2 separate regions of the Zea mays genome follow, and region 1 is linked to region 2. The links are chromatin contacts, called in public Hi-C maps. All regions are on one chromosome and are shown on one strand. Each heading gives the region's core, a stretch centred on a gene start, on an enhancer-like site or on the middle of the called end of the contact. The rest is flanking DNA. Distances are from core to core; before and after follow the strand shown. Region 1 holds the start of LOC100216613. Region 2 holds the start of LOC100281453 (zinc finger homeodomain protein 1).

Region 1 (3,817 bases), core at 1,031-3,530, 220 kb after region 2:
CAGATACACAAGCTGGCCGTAGAGACGGAGCCAAGGCCTGGCCTGGGCAGTGCCGGTGTGGGTGCCTGGGGCCTGGGCGGTGCCGCTCGGTCGCGGAGGCGTGAGCGTGGTTGGTGCCCGTGCCTGAGAAGCGCCGGCGGAGGGCGGTGGCCGGGCGCGCTGCGTGCTGCAAACGAAGGCGTGGAGCCGTGGAAGGTGGAAGGGCTGGGGCACCGGGCTCCCAGCACGGACGCACGATGATCTCCTGGCGGCCGACGCAGCGGCTCTCATCTCGCAAATGCGGCGCACGCCTAGTTTCTGTTCGAGGAATCGGGGTTCGCCGATGCTGCGCTCGCCTGAGACCCGACCTGCTCGGCCGCGAAGCCCGTCCACGGAACGAACGAACGAACAACCTCAGTCTAGAACCGGACTCGACTGATGAGTAATGACTAACCCGATCCAACCCAATCCACTCGAATCCAGGCGCAAAACAGTAGTGTTGTCGTCGCTAGGGAGACGAAGAAGAACCGCGACGCAATGCTCACCTGCCTCCTGGAATTCCCCCGATCCTGGACGGATACAGCAGCACCCGACCGGGGCTGCCTCCGCGTGCGTCGTCCCACTCCTCCACGCCCCACGGAGATCCAGAGGTCCCTCCTCCCTCTCGCACGACGACGGTGGAGGGGGCGGCGGCGTACGAGTGAGGGCAGGGGAAGGGAGGGGGAGGCCTTGAATCCTGGACGTGTCCGCAGGGGTGTTCTCGGATCCTGTCACCGCAGCACGGGACAGGGGGAGCAGGGGCGGCGGGTGCGAACAGGGGGAGCAGGGGCGGCGGCTCACGCGGGGTGGGAGAGGGGGAGGCGGGGGACGAACGTGGGCGTAGAGACGATGACGAACGTGGGCGTAAGCAGGGGCGGACGGTGTAGATTTACAGAAGCGATTGGACGGTGTAGATTCACCGAGGGCAGAACCAGGGGAGGCAGCCTACCTCTTGCAGCCTTAATAGGTAGTATAGATTATGTAGTTTTAGTTGTCTCTTTTAATTAGAAAACCGTTAAAAAAATAAGGGATGTAAATATCCTAGAAAATGGGTCTATGATCAATTTTAAGGGGCCGTTTGTTTTTTTCAGAATAGAGACATGAAACAAATTCTAACCAATTTACTTCTCTAATTTATATAAGTTTTGATCGCTCTTAAACGATTTCGAGTTTATTTCTGTACAACCGAACGTAACCTAATTCTTTTGAGCGACACATGTGTGGTTACATTTTTTTTTGAAGTAATACTTGCAAAGCCCCCATCGATAGAGTGGTGGTGGTACTGGCATCACGTCTCAAATGCATCATGACCGGTTTCACGTCTAACGTCCCTATATGTTTAGGATAATGATCGTGCCCGAGTTCATGTGGGGGTGAACTTATATGATGGAACTTAGAATTTCTCCGGTGGATAGTGTAAAATATAGGAGAACTGTATATGACATTATTTAACATTATTTACTGAGTGAAGTTTGAAATAGTGTCCATTCTCCAAGACCTAATAATCGTGCTCGCAAGTTCATCATCTAAAACCGGATTCAGGTGGGCGCGAACACAGAACACAGGATTATGGAAAGAACAATGCCCGTAGGCATACCGCGTACGGATTGAATGAATGAACAGGCTAGGATGTCAGTGTCCCGGTCAACTCACCTCAAGGGAATTCGACCAAGGGGCCTGGAGCTGGAGGAAGCAATGGCGTCGGCATGCCCAAGAAAGGTGATGACCACTCAAGTGGGGGCGCTCATTCGCCGGCGCCCCACAATCTGCTAAAGCCGACGGGGAATACTAACAATCGAGACCAAAACGATCGGCGCCCGGGCCGGGCCCTTCCTTCCCTCTGCCCGAGTGCCTGCTGGCTGTTGCCTTGCCGCAGCGGTTGCTTTGATCCGATGCAACGTCCAAAAGCAAAAGCAACAGCACGTAGTAGGCCACAGGGGGACACGGGGGTGAGTGAGTGAGAGAGAGAGAGAGGCCAGGCGGCTGCTGCAGCAGAGTGCAGACGTGCCGAGACGTTATTCCAAGCTCGCATTGAACTGCTCCAAAGGGATCCCAAAGCGCCAGCCTTTCTCGCGGCCCGACGAGGGAGAGGGAGGATGGGGCGGCAGCGGGCATCATCATGCCATGACAGCAGCTGAGCTGAGTGAGAGTCGGCTCGTGATGAAAAACAAAATCGCAAAGTAATCGCTCGGTTCAAACCGGCGCCTTCAGCTCCCCATCATAAAACGACCAGCACTCCCCTCGGTGCCCAAGAGTGCGACACCCAAACGGCCGAACCATTTTCTTCGAGGGAGAGCGTGGTGGTGGCATATATCAGCAGCTAGCAGCTTGAGAGAGCGCCGAGAACCAAGGATATGCCTGACCCCACGGTCTACTACCCCGCGTCCTCCAACGCCGTCCTGCGCGCGCGGGCGCCTTCCACGACCGCCAAGGGCTCGTTCGGCCCGGTCTTCGCCGTGCTCGCGGCGATCTCCTTCCTCGCCGTGGCCGCCTGCGTCGCCGGCAGGCTGTGCGGGCGCCGGCTCTCCAGGAAGAGGTACGCCGCCGACCAGGACTCCTACGCCTCCGACTCCGTCGGAGGCGACCTGGAGAAGGGCGGCGGATTCGAGATCAAGTGCCCGGCGATGAAGCCCGTGGCGAGCTCCCGCGCCACGATCCACGACATCGACGACGGCTTCGAGATCAAGTTCGCGCCGGGGAAGCCTCCGGCGTGGAAGAGCGACGGCAAGCTTGCTGGCAGCAACAAGGGGCGTCAGCTTAAGCATCAGCAACAGCCCCAGCTCGTCGGCGTTCCCAAAGGCTACGCCGTGCCAAAGGACTACGCGGGCTTCAGGTACCCTGCTCAAGCTGTGGCTGTGGCTGTGGACGGGCAGGGGCAAATAAGGGGCGGGGCGTTCGTTCCAGCGAAGCCTGGCACATGAGCGAACAATAATGTAGCGGCAGCTTTTTAGGTTCACGAGACTCGATCGATGTATCACGTACAATCTCTCGTCGTCCCTCGGCGGACGACGGCGTTTTACATCTTCAACTCTAGTTTTTGGGGGCGCAGTGTGCAAGAGTTGGAACCCTCCGCGAACTAGTTCCAGGCACCACTTCCATATCGTATTTTGTACATCAACCCATTATAAAAGCAGTGAAGAAGAACATCTCATTCTCCAGTGACATGGCATGGCTTGGCTTGGAAGCATCAATCGTCGACAGGGTCCTGAGGAGCTTCGGTAGCGTTCCGTTTTATGGTGATGACGGGGCATTCGGCATGCTTAACGCAGAACTCGCTCACCGTGCCCACGAAAACCCTACATGGAGTCCATTCAGACTCGGTGCATGTAAATTCCATGTACATTTTTCTTACTGAAATTAATTCCGTAAATAGAATGCAGCGACAAAAAAAAACTTTTGCGTAGTCTCGATAATCTACTAGTACCATCCAGATACTAGATGAATAGACTATGGTAGACTATAGTATGTTTGAATGCACTAAAGCTAATAGTTAGCTGCTAAAATTTGCTGAAGTCATCCAACAGTCTAGCTAACAATTCAGCTATTAGCTACTTTTAGCAAATTAATTAATAGTTAGCTAGATATTTTTACCAACAATTTTTTTAGTCAATTAACTATTAGTTCTAGTGCAACGACTAATATGCAAACATGTAAGTAGACTTTTTTGTACATTAGATCTAAATCCAACGGTAAATATAATTGTGGATTGTTAAGGTTTTTTTATAAATATATATCAGGTGGTGGTGGAAGAGTTGAAGTGTTAAATATGATATATCGTTGGATCTAGATCTAACAAAGT
Region 2 (4,342 bases), core at 455-2,954:
GCGGCGGCGGGTGGTGGTGATGGTGGATGTGGTGCGGCGGAGGTGGAGGTGGGTGGTGGTTGTGGTGGCGATGCTGCTGCGGCGGCGGCGGGGGCTGGGCCTGGGCCTGGGCCTGGGAGGATGGGGGCGAGGGCGGGACCTTGGCGAGGTGCTTGTTGTTGTGCATCCACACCTTGAGGACGCGCCGGGAGACGCCGACCTGGGCGCAGAAGACGTCCACGGCGTCGGCGTCGGGCTTGTGGATGCGCCAGCCGACGCGGTGCGCGAACTCGCGCATGCGGTCCTTCTGCTCCGCCGTGAACTTGGTCCGGAAACGCTTCTTGCTCGGCGCCGGGGGAGCGGAAGCCGACCCCGCTAGGGCCACCACCTGCGCGTGTGGCGGCGGCGGCGGCGGCGCGGCCGGGTGCGCGGGCGCGTGGCCTCGCAGCTCCTCGCTCGACGACTCGGTCAGCGCGGCGGGCGCGGACGCCGGGGACGCCGGGACGTGCGGCGGGCGCGTATGCATGTGCGGCGGGGCCATGAGCAGCGGCATGACACGGGACGAGTTGGCGCTGGCGCGGGCTGTGGGGGTCACCACCGGCACCGCCGAGGGCGATACCACCGCCGCCGCGGCGGCAACGCCGCCGGGGATCGCCTCGCGTCGGTGGAAGCTGCGGTGGCAGCCGCAGGCGGCGCAGGCCAGCGCGGCGGCCCCGTCGCTCCCGGACGGCATGAACTCGCAGCAGCCGTCGAGCACGTGCGCGCCAAGCCGCGCCGCGTGGTTGCGCAGGCACTCACGGTACCGCCACTGGGGTGCCTCCACCACGGGCCGCACGGACGCGAGGCCGAACGTAGAAGAGGCCGCCGATGGGGGCGCGGCGCCACCGCCGCCGCCGAGAACGCCATTATTATTCCTCACTGGTTCTTGGTGGCGCCGGAGCTGGGGCTGCTGCGCTCCCGCGGCTCTGTCCCTCTCCCTCTCCCTCTCCGCTTTCCTCGGATGGAGCTGCGGCGGCTGGCGGTGAGCCGGCAGGAAGCCTGGTGGAGGCAGCGGTGGCTGCGTCACCAGAGATGAGTTGGGAGGCAAGAGCGGCCTCGAGAAGGCGGCGGAGTCCATCAGGGAGGCGTGCGAGCCGAGCCCAAGAGCTTGGGCTTGCACCTCCTGCTGCTGTGGAGTGCCTAAGGGTGCCGCCGCCGCCGTGGTGTAGCGATGGCTTCTGGCCTCCTCATCCTCGTCCTCCTCCTCTTCCTCGTCTTCTTCCTCCTCCTCCTCCAGCTCATCCTCGTCTTCATCCTCCACATGCGATGATCTCTTGTACTCCATGGCTTCGGCTACCGAGCTTGGTTGGGGGCTCGCAGGGTTTGGTGGGCTCTTTTTTTAGAGCTAGGAAAAGGGTTTCTTGGGGGATGGGAGGAGGAGACGGTGGTGTGGTGGCGATTGTATTGCTTGGTAGAGCTAATTAAGCTAGATCATTACAAGAGAGTGGTAAAAATGCACTAAACCATACCAACCGCAACAACAGTTTTGGCACAAAGTGGGGAATGTTTTGGCATGGAGAGCTAGCTAGAGGGCAAACAAATCCATCTTTTCCGTCCATCATCCATCTATGCATGCAGATGCACCCTGAAGGGACCGAGGCCAGGGAGGAAGAAGGGAACAGCAGCAGCAGCGGGAGAGAGAGAGAGAGAGGAAGGGGAAGAGGAGGTGGTGGTGACACGGGCTGGAGAGAAACCGAGCGAGTGCCTACTGCCTAGGCAGCCTTGTCTTGGCTTGGGTTATTGGGTGTGTGTTTGAATGAGTCTATAGGTAGTCTACCACTCCCCCACAAGGCCAAGGCCAATGGTGAGAGTGACGGAGGAGAAGGCCATGCCCACCGACCGACAGGGCCATGTTTCACCCCCTCCCACACCTGCACTATGGCCTACCGGCCGGCCTGCTACCACCACCTCTCCTCCTCATTGTCACTCTCTGTTCTAGGTTTGGCTTTGAACCGTACCGTTTTCTCTATAGATTGTATCTATATAGATTGTATCTGTAGTAGTAATAGTTCGAAAAACTGACTATGATCCGAAGCAGCGAACAGTACAGTAGTTTTGCTTAATTGCACTCAACTGGCCGGGCTCCTGTTTACAAGTTGTGCCGGGTGGCAGTGACCTACTCACCACACCCGCAATAAGTGCAGCTGTGTGGTATTTACTCCAAGTACATCCATGCGTGTCTCCTACGTACTGCCTCGCACCTCCTGCTGCATTTACGCGCTCCCCTCTGAACTCATCAGCTGCTAGTACCAGTACCGGCGCCCTGTACTGTACGTATGGTAAAAATATGACAGTGTCCCTGTTTTTTTTTTTCAAAACCTTCACCTGATCAAGCAACTGACCTCAAAATCCACACTTGCATTGCTAGCAGACCTTACTGCAGTGAAGTCTGAAATAAGAAATGTGACGAGATAAAGGATAGGTAAGCTCGCATTACTGCAGTTGCTTGACATGTGGGTTCGTTCTTTCAGGGGTGTAGCAGTAAAGATCTCCCCATTTAAATTTTCTTGAACCATCGACGACGACCTGCCGTACGAGCAGGCCGCCAGGGCACCCTAAAATCCAAGCTATAGTATCTCCTACCATATTCCCAAAGCACGAAGCCACCAGTAGCTAGCTAGGGGGGTCTATAGCCTACCTGTCGTACATGGGGGGTTTCACGCACCAACAACAACGCCTAGCTAGCTAGGGGCAGAACGGTCATCGGATGCCGGACACAGCTTTGGGAATTGAGGACGCTGGGGTCCCTTTGGCGAACACCGTCGTCATTTGGGTGTGCCACGGTCTGCCACTACCATACATACCATCGATGCCCTCTGTCATGCTTCCATCCCCGGCCCTCTTCTTCCTTCCACGGCTTCGCTTTCAAGTTCCACTTCCACACCTCGTCTCCTCAGCCCTCACTGCCTGAGTGCCTGGGCGGCGTTGCAGTTTCCATCTCTCTTTCTACTAGCTTGTCTTTATTTTCTTCCTCTAATTTACTGTCCGTTTGTTTCGCTTCAGATGCCTAGTCGTCGCCAGCAAGGGGGGAAAGGCGCGCGGTTGGCGATCGAGCCGGCGTGTGTACTGGTGTCAGTCAGTGTTTCACACACACACACACACACACACACATACTACTACTGCAATTTGGCATGCATGCAAGCAGTGCACCACACAGCTGTCTTCCCCGCTGCCAACAAGTGCTCACACATACATGCATGCATGCATGCATGATGACAGTATGACACTCTGCCTCTGCGTCCCGGCCGCCGGCCTTTGCTAGAGGGGGGCTGTCAGCTGTGTCACTCACAGTCACAGCCAAGGATTGTTACATGTACAGATACGGCCAAACGTGTTTGGTTTACATACGTGGTGTCTAAGACTATTTCTAAAAGAATGCAAATATAGTATATATATATATATATATATATATATATATATATATATATATATATATATATATATATATATATATATATATATATATATATATATATATATATATATATATATTAGCTGAATGCCCGTGCGTTGCAACGGGAATATATAATACCAGTATACTACGATAACTTATATACAAAATGTGTGTTATATTGTTATGAGAAAATGTTTCATAATCAATTTGTGATCCTAACCATACATAAATTTTGTTATTTTAATCTAATTATTTCACCACTACATTGCAATAATCAGTATCATGCAGACTTCGATATATGTCATGATTTGTATGATCTCATCATTGGAGAGCACGTTCCACACATGCCGGAAAAATTTCCTCGTACATCATTAGTCATCAGACACGCACCACCATATGCTCTTGCTTAAACAAAAAGGTAAGTGTGTATGTGTTTGCGAAGAGAATTAAAGGCAGGCCGACACAAAAGCTACCCTGACGGTGACGAGGATGACAAACTGGTCACTGTTGTCGATCCTCCTCTGTGTCACCTCCGGCGCCAAGATGATGCCACAATCCTCGATATAGTAGTCATCGAACGCACGCGACATGACGAGTACCGATGACTCTTGGTTGGGCTGCCAAACGAAGTGCACCCCGTGCTCATCAACGAGGTAGTACCCTTGGCCGTTGCACCACCGGATGCGCTATTCCACTACATACATCATGTTCGAGGACACTCACACAACGTCAGCAACGTCCATCATCCCAGCGCACAAGAATTCATGTCCGGTCAGTAGCGACTTATGTGGCAGGTTGGGCTTCAGGTGGACGATGAGCTGGACGGCGTGATGGCGTCGTCGTCGGATGCGGTGTCCAGAACAACCCGAGAGTCGTCGACGTTGGCGACAACCATGAGGCCCCCCTGCTTAACGATGGACAACGCGGTGC

The links. A called contact is a pair of places that touch in the nucleus more often than the background predicts.
Region 1: a Hi-C map of ear shows a contact between it and region 2, with 3 times the contacts expected there. The contact joins the promoter of LOC100216613 here to the promoter of LOC100281453 in region 2. A contact is called at or near these places in 5 of 25 Hi-C or Micro-C datasets (bundle sheath, ear, endosperm and 2 more).

What each region holds. Positions count from the first base shown.
Region 1 is chr4:165,502,546-165,506,362 of Zm-B73-REFERENCE-NAM-5.0, forward strand. LOC100216613 reads left to right here and starts at 2,281. Exons shown (of 1, transcript NM_001143026.1): 1 at 2,281-3,175. The coding sequence starts at 2,373. The coding sequence ends at 2,939. LOC100283256 reads right to left here. Exons shown (of 4, transcript NM_001156158.2): 4 at 2,959-3,314. The coding sequence ends at 3,206.
Region 2 is chr4:165,285,901-165,290,242 of Zm-B73-REFERENCE-NAM-5.0, forward strand. It overlaps LOC100281453 (zinc finger homeodomain protein 1), which reads right to left and starts at 1,705. Exons shown (of 1, transcript NM_001154371.2): 1 at 1-1,705. The coding sequence starts at 1,303.